Regions from separate parts of the Pan troglodytes genome. Here region 1 is linked to region 2. A link is a contact called in public Hi-C data. All regions are on one chromosome and are shown on one strand. The core of a region is the stretch at or near the end of the contact, and the rest is flanking DNA. Distances in the headings are between cores, read along the strand shown. Region 1 overlaps GPA33 (glycoprotein A33). Region 2 holds the start of POU2F1 (POU class 2 homeobox 1).

Region 1 (3,384 bases), core at 157-2,656, 160 kb after region 2:
TGAGGCCCAGAGAAAGGAAGCAACTGACTCAAAGTCAAATCGTTATTGGAAAAGAACTGTTATTTAATGAGCACTTAGTCTATGTCCAATATAAGAAATGGCACCACTGCTGGGAGGTAGCAATGCTTTAAACCAAAACAAAGATCTTTTTTCCTTCTTCCTTTTACATATTTGATTGCATTTTATTTTTAATTAATATGTTTAATTTAAATTAAATTTATTTTAAAATTTAATTTAATTAATAATTAAGATATTTTTATTGCATAAGGTGGTTGCCTGACGTTTTGAAAGCATTATAGTGAGTCCAACTATACAACTATGCAAACTAGCATTGTATAAAGAATAACTAAGGTCTCCTTCCGCCCTACCCCCTAGAGAGGTAGCCAATGGCAACACAGGTAGGTATTCCATATTTTCCTCATGTCCTTTCAACACACACACACTCTTGCATACTTTTCTCTTTTCCTTTCTTTCCTTTAAAAAAATGGAATCATGTTATAAAGATCACTCTGCGTTTTTTCTTTCTAACCTTGTTTCATGCACATTTCTCCAGATCGGCACATGCAGATCTACCGATTAACAGCATACATTCCATCACACGGAGGTACCATGATTTATTCAAGTGTTCCATACTGATGAATATTCAGGCTGTTAACATTTTTTTGTATGAACAATACTACAATAGACATCCCATACACACACGTACATATGTATGTTAGGGGTCCCTTAAATAGGTCTCATTTCCTTTGGGCAATGGAAGTATTAATGCACAGTCCCCCGAAATCCTCCACATAAGCATTATATAAATGCTGATCCCTCTCCCTCCCAATCAGGGCCAGCCAGAAGGATACAAATTTAATCTGAGATTATGGAACTCGGTGAAACCAATGTTTTACTTTTTTAAAAAAGAAGAAGGGTCGGGTGCGGTAGCTCACGCCTGTAATCCCAGCACTTTAGGAGGCCGAGGCGGAGACCAGCCTGAGCAACATAGCCAGACCTCCTCTCTACAAAAAAAAAATAAAAAAATTGAGGTGGAGGATCTCTTGAGTTGGGGAGGTCGAGGCTGCAATGAGCCGTGATCGAGCCGCTGCTCTCCCACCTGGGTGACAGAGACCGGCCTCAAAACAAACAAGCGAGCAAGCGAGCAAGCAAGCAAACAAACAAAAAACACAGAGAAAAGAAAGAGCCCATTTTTTAATGCACTCGAAGAAACAAGTTTAAATTATATACATATAAACATATATAAACAAATAAAAACATATATAAACATTCACACACACGTTTTCTTTCCTAATGGCTTTGCAGCTAGGCTATTTTAAGGCAGCCAGCCCACTGGGGCTGGATGACCTCAGTAAACCGAGGCGAGCATGAAGCTCCCAGCCCGGCGGCCTCTCAGCCCGCGCCTCGGGGCAGCACGCGTGGTCTCAGTCTCGGTCTCGGCTGGGAAAACTGGGGCTCCGGGACCGGGGACCCGGTGCTCCGGCCTCTGGCGCCCCCTGACGTCTGTAGCGGGAGTCGCAGGCTTCGGAGAGGCCTTGGCACCCGACTGGTTCCGTTTCCCCTCCCTCCCTATCACTGCTCCTCCAGTGAATATTCAGGTAACATCTGCATTCTGCTGGGGAGGTAAGACTGATAATATACCGAGTCCCCCGGAGGTCTCACGGGCCCCACATGTGTGGAAGGACGATTTGATCTGTTAAAGATCTGTTTGATCGGAGGTCCTACCTGTTTTTGACGGTGGAAGGCTGAGGAGAGAGACCTTAGTGAGGGATCTGGACAGGGTGAGAGCAGGGGTTCCTGGGTGAGGCCAGAGGGTTTAGGGGCTGGGAACTGACACATTCCGCCCTAAGGCTGATCTTTTTGGGAGTGGCTGGTCACTTCTTTGCCATTGTCTGTACCTCTGCCTCTGGAGAGAATTAAGGATTTGCTTTCAGCAGTTTTCCCTTAGAAAATGGTGGTTTCAGCAAAGCTGTAACAGTTTTTGGATGCATTCAGATGCCTTTGAGTGCTCTGTAGATGCCAGTAGGCCTCAGTTACTTTTCTTCCCTTTTTGTCTTTTATCCCAAAGAACCCTGGTTGTAGAAAGGCTCTACTGTCAGTCATGCACACTTGGTGTGACTTTGGGGACACCTGGGACTCCTCAGATGGGATTGGTGTTTTGCCCGCTCTCCAATTGTGGAATAAAGCCTTTGCTTCTGATTCAAGGCATTCCTGGGAAAAGGCTGAATGGTTTGGATGCGTGGAGAGGGATGCTCCTATACCTCTGAAAAGCTCAAGAGATAAAGCTTGGCTCAGCAAGCCCATCCTAGGGGTCCTCTGGGAAGTGGTGTTCACCTTCTCTTGTTCCCCGGGGACCTGCTTGTTGGCTGCTGGTAAGAGTGGTCCTTAGGCCGCAGACTCCCCCTCCCCACACAGCTCCAGTCCCAGGGTCTGGTGCAGGATAGATGAGGCCCGGCCTTGAACTTTGGACCTCTTATGTTTAGGAACCATCCAAGGGAAAGTGACAATCAGGGAGGGCCTCTAATTTCCCTCATGCTTGCCCCACACCTGGCCAGCCCTCACTATGGCAGCAGGAGATGTTGGGCACACCCAACAATAGCCTGGCTCTTTCCAAGAGGAAATACTGTGGCTGCTGGGCTAGAGGAGAGTGGTGTGTGTGGAAGGGTTTCTCTCAGCAGCTGCCGGGTGGGGCCGAGATCAGAATGCACTCCTGATGCTCAGCGACTGTGCACCTGGATTATAGAATGGGCAGCACTGTTTATTGGGCAAGCAAGCCATCCAAGGGGATGTGAAAAGAAAGACGCAGAGGAGACAGGCTTGCCACCTAGGGATTCCAGGAGCAACCCTCTCCACTCTGTGTCCTCCCCTTCTCACCTCCAAGGACACGACCTGAAGTCTCAAGCATGCTTCATGCTGCTTCTTGCCTCTGAGCCTTTGCACATGCTGTTCACTCTGCCTGGAGTACCATCACCTCTTTCTCCGACCACCACTCCCACCTCCACCACTGGCCTTGTTTACTGTCATGCTTCCTTCACGTCACAGCTGATCTTGGGTTTCGGGCTGTATTTAGGCCTTATCTGCCCCAGCAGCCTTGCCTCCTGTCTGGTCATTGTTCAGCTACTTGTCTTTTGCCCCCACTAGATTCCTTGACCCACTCACTGTGTCCTCCAAGTGCCCAGCATTGTCAGACACACAGTAGGCACCCAGTGAGGTTTGTAGAATGAACCCAGCTCCACAATGGTATCTTGACAATGCTGAGTGAAAGGCACAGGCTTAAGCTTCCCAGAAATCCAGGGAATCGGGTTGGGGTTGTGAGATGAGGGTGGCTGCCGTTCTGGGTAACCTCCAGTCTATGGGCTTCCCTCTCCTTACCTCTGCGCCCTC
Region 2 (3,609 bases), core at 626-3,125:
AAAACAAACCATCACAGAGTTGATACTTAGCTAGGACCTGTTTTAATGCTAGTAAAGCCCCAAGAGAGTTTGTTTTGCCCGCAGAGGAGGGGAAAGTGTGTGGAAGTTGGTGGAGGTAGTCATTTTGGTTATTAGTAAATAAATCAAGCAGCAGAGAACATGAGGCCTAGGCAACTGCTAGAGAAGCCAAGGCCTAGCTTCCCCCCTCTCTTCCCAGCACGGCCTGGGTTTGATCTCAGAGCCCTGCGGATTGCCAAGGAAAAAAAAAAGAATCATATCGAACCACAAAAGCACATGGGGCGAATGTAAAATATAAACACGGCGTTGGGCTGTGAGTGGCTGTTATTAAAGGTCTGAATTACTAAACATGAGAGGCGGGGAAAGCCAGGCGGCCATTTCAATAATATAAACCTCCCCGAATTAGACATTATTCAAATGAGAAGAGGTTCAGCTAAGCAGAGAGTAAAGACGACCCAGCACACAGCGAGAAAACACCGCCACAGAAGAAGGGAGGGGGATCCCCGTCCCTCCCCACCGACTCCCAACAGGAGAGAGGAAATCGAGAATACGATCAACTTGTCAGGCCAGCCCATTCTGGGGCAGGAGGGCAGCCCTTTACATCCAAGTTCTCGGGAGGCCTCTGGGCGCTTCTGGGGCCTCGGAGCGAGAGGCCCCGGAGGGCCACCCGCTCCGTGCGTCCCGGTCAGGCGCAGGGGGTGGGGGGAACTGAGGGGGGGCAGCGGGGAGGGGCAAAGGGAGACGGAGGTCAGACCACGCCAGGCACCTCCAGCCCAACTCGCCCGCGAAGCCCCGGCCGACAACGCAAAGGGGCTACCGACCGCAGGCCTGGGGCGCGCGGGCCGCCCCAGAGGACATCCCCTCGGAAGGAACTTGCCCCAAGGACTCCTTCCAATCCAGTCCACCCCCCAGGGGGGGCACGCAGACCCCTGCGCGGGTTCCCCACCCCCGCCGCCCCAGGCCACCTCGCAGCTCCCACGACCGCTCACCCCTACCCACCTAGAGAGCAGGCCTGGCTTGGGTCAGGCCACCACATTGGGGACCAGTGGGGCGCGGCCGAGGTGCCTGGGGCCGTGACCCCCGGGCTCAGCCCCGCGCGGGGCGCGGGCAGGGAGCTCCCCCCGCGCGCACCCCCGGTTGCCCTGAGGGCCGCCCCCCAAGGCGGGCAGCGCCCCCCCGCCCGGGCCCGCTCCCGGGGGAAGACGCGTGCGGGTGTCCGGCCTCCGGGGTCCGCTCCGGCCCCGCCGCCTCCCCGGCATTGTGCTCGCCGCCGCCTCCATCCCCCTTCACGCCCCCCACCCCGCGCCCGCCCGGCCCCGGCCGCCCGCCCGCGCCCTATTGCGCCCCGCCGGCCCAGCAGCTATGAATATGTAAAATGTCTTTATTGTCCTCTCCCTCTGCCCCGGCCCCGCCGCCCCGCCGCGGACCCGCTCGGGTTCGGGCACGGCGGCGAGGAGGCGGCAGCGGCGGCCGGCAGAGGAGGAGGGCCGGTGCCGACGGTCGGGCGGCGAGCGGCGGCGGGGTGGGCCGGGGGCAGGAGGAGGGCAGTGGATCGCAGCCCCCTTTGCCCCTTGTCTTCCCCCTCCGCCTGGCCGCTCCGAGCCTCTTTCCCCCTCCGCTCGGCGCCCGGCGGGGGCTCAATGCTCCCCGGCCCCCCATCTCCCCGCCGTTAATTATAATAATCCTGAGTACTAATAAATTATGCTAAGTCGCGGGGGGGGCAGCGGGAGCCGGGGTTGAGTATGAATATGAATATGTAAAATGCTGTAATGATTACCTGCTGCTGCTGCCGCCGCGGCTGAACTCTCATCTTGACTCGCTGCTCCTCCGTCCGCCATTTTGAATATTTTAACCAAAATCGCCCGGTCGATAAACCCTCCCTCGCTCTGGCTCCCCTCCCCCCTCCCGCCCTGCTTGTCTCCTCCCTCCTCTCCGCCCCCTCCCGCTCCTTCCTCTCCCCGGGCGCGCGCCAGGGGGCGCGCGAGGCCGGCTCTGTTCGCCCCGGCCCCCTCAGAAGAGCTCCACCCACTTCCCGCGCTCTGCGCACGCGCCTTCGGGGCGCTGTGGCCCTTCGGTAGCTAAAGCAGCGCCCTCAATCAGCCAGGCACCCTGTGGCTTCATTTTTCGTCTCGGCTCTGCGCATGCGCGCCTTTCTCCTGCCGCCAGAAGTGTCGCCGGCGCATGCGCTCCCTCTAGCTCAGAACCAGATTATATAGTGTCCTGGGCGCCTGTGTCTTCTTACACTTCTCCCTTTTCCTCCCGCCTTGCTTCCCTCCTGGCTTCGCTCCGGTCTCCCCCAGTGGCCTGTGGCATTGTAAAAGCACGGCAAGGAGCGCAGCGGCCAGAAATGTGGGGGCGCGTGCCCTGTGCTCCGCATCTTTCTTCAGGCTTTCCGCGCAGTTGAAACATTGGCAACAATGGATAAGCCGCTCCTCGCTAGGTAATTTCCGGCCCTCTGGGCAGGTAGGGGCGGAAACGACCGCCGCGGGAGCCGGGCATGAAGCACCTGCTGAGCCACACGCGGGCCTCCCGCTTTAAATTTGAATCCGAGCTAATCCCCGCCCCCGGCTCTGCCAGTGCAGGAGAACCCGGCCCCGGCAAACGCGAGGGGGAGTGTCGTGTGATTGTTTTAATTAGCCCTACATCTCTTCTGCTCTACCTGCTTCTAACGCCAGGCTGGCTTCCTCGGGAGCTAGGCGTCTTATTAAGTCGCTAATTTCCGCCCTACCCTTCCTTTCTGCCTTCACGCCCCTCTAACGCCGCTCCCCCCAATCGAAACAGACCCCGTATTCTGAGGCTTCCCCCCGCGCCTTCTTCCCGCCTTGGAACACCTTTTAAAACCTAGCAGTAAGCTGATGACTAATAAAAATGTCGAAATCGTAACTTCATCGTGAATTTTATTTTGCTGTGTTTCTCGGAGTAAATATGGTATTGGGGAAAGGTTTCGCGTTGCACATATCTTTCTTGGTAACTAGACATAATGTTGCTGAGTTTTCTTTATCTTAAATGGCGAAATTCCCTGGACAAAGTCCCAGGTCTAATTTTACGAATTTTTAAAGCCCTATTTTTGTTTGTTTGTTTTTTAAGAATAGAAAGGTGTATTTCATGGTAAGCAAAGTTTAAAAAAAATCAGCTCTAGTTAATCTGTCTTGAGAGATATGACTGAAGTTTAAATTGGGTAGAACTGCTGGTTCTACAATTAAAAACAAAACTGATTTCCAAGTGAGTGCAATTATTTTAATGGGTAAAGTTTTAATCATCAGTCCTAGCATGCTCGTTGGACTCCTTTAACTGTGCAAGTACAGTTAAAGCTATTGTCAGTGACAGGCAACGATTTGGGGGTGGGATTGATTTGTTCGTGGTAATTAAGCCTTAGGGTGTGTGCATGACTGTTTGAACCAAATAATTAGACCGCCCTGTAATCTAATTATTTAGAGCCACGCCAACCAGCACACTTAAGGAAATGAAATATTTAACTAGTTAATCTGGAAATATGGCCTAAGTTATTTTCACCAGCATTACTGTAAGGGAAGTCTCAGAATTGACAACCTTATTGGAAATAGTTAAGTACATGCCCCTGCTCTGGGGACC

The links. Hi-C and Micro-C count contacts between places; a contact is called where the count stands out from the background.
Region 1: a Hi-C map of stem cell-derived neural progenitor cells shows a contact between it and region 2, with 7 times the contacts expected there. The contact joins the enhancer-like site here to the promoter of POU2F1 in region 2. A contact is called at or near these places in 3 of 7 Hi-C or Micro-C datasets (induced pluripotent stem cells and stem cell-derived neural progenitor cells), 1 of 1 datasets of contacts at active chromatin or transcription factors (stem cell-derived excitatory neurons) and 1 of 1 other capture datasets (stem cell-derived neural stem cells).

Annotation. Positions count from the first base shown.
Region 1 is chr1:82,052,010-82,055,393 of NHGRI_mPanTro3-v2.0_pri, forward strand. The region is part of intron 3 of GPA33 (glycoprotein A33); the gene reads left to right. Among named protein-coding and RNA genes, the nearest start is that of GPA33, 24 kb to the left of the region's middle. Within about 2 kb of position 1,407, at least 7 of the 24 cell types and tissues checked have an H3K27ac peak or open chromatin away from gene starts, as enhancers often do. A contact at or near this core is called in stem cell-derived neural progenitor cells, where this site is marked.
Region 2 is chr1:81,886,723-81,890,331 of NHGRI_mPanTro3-v2.0_pri, forward strand. POU2F1 (POU class 2 homeobox 1) reads right to left here and starts at 1,876. Exons shown (of 16, transcript NM_001279883.2): 1 at 1,796-1,876.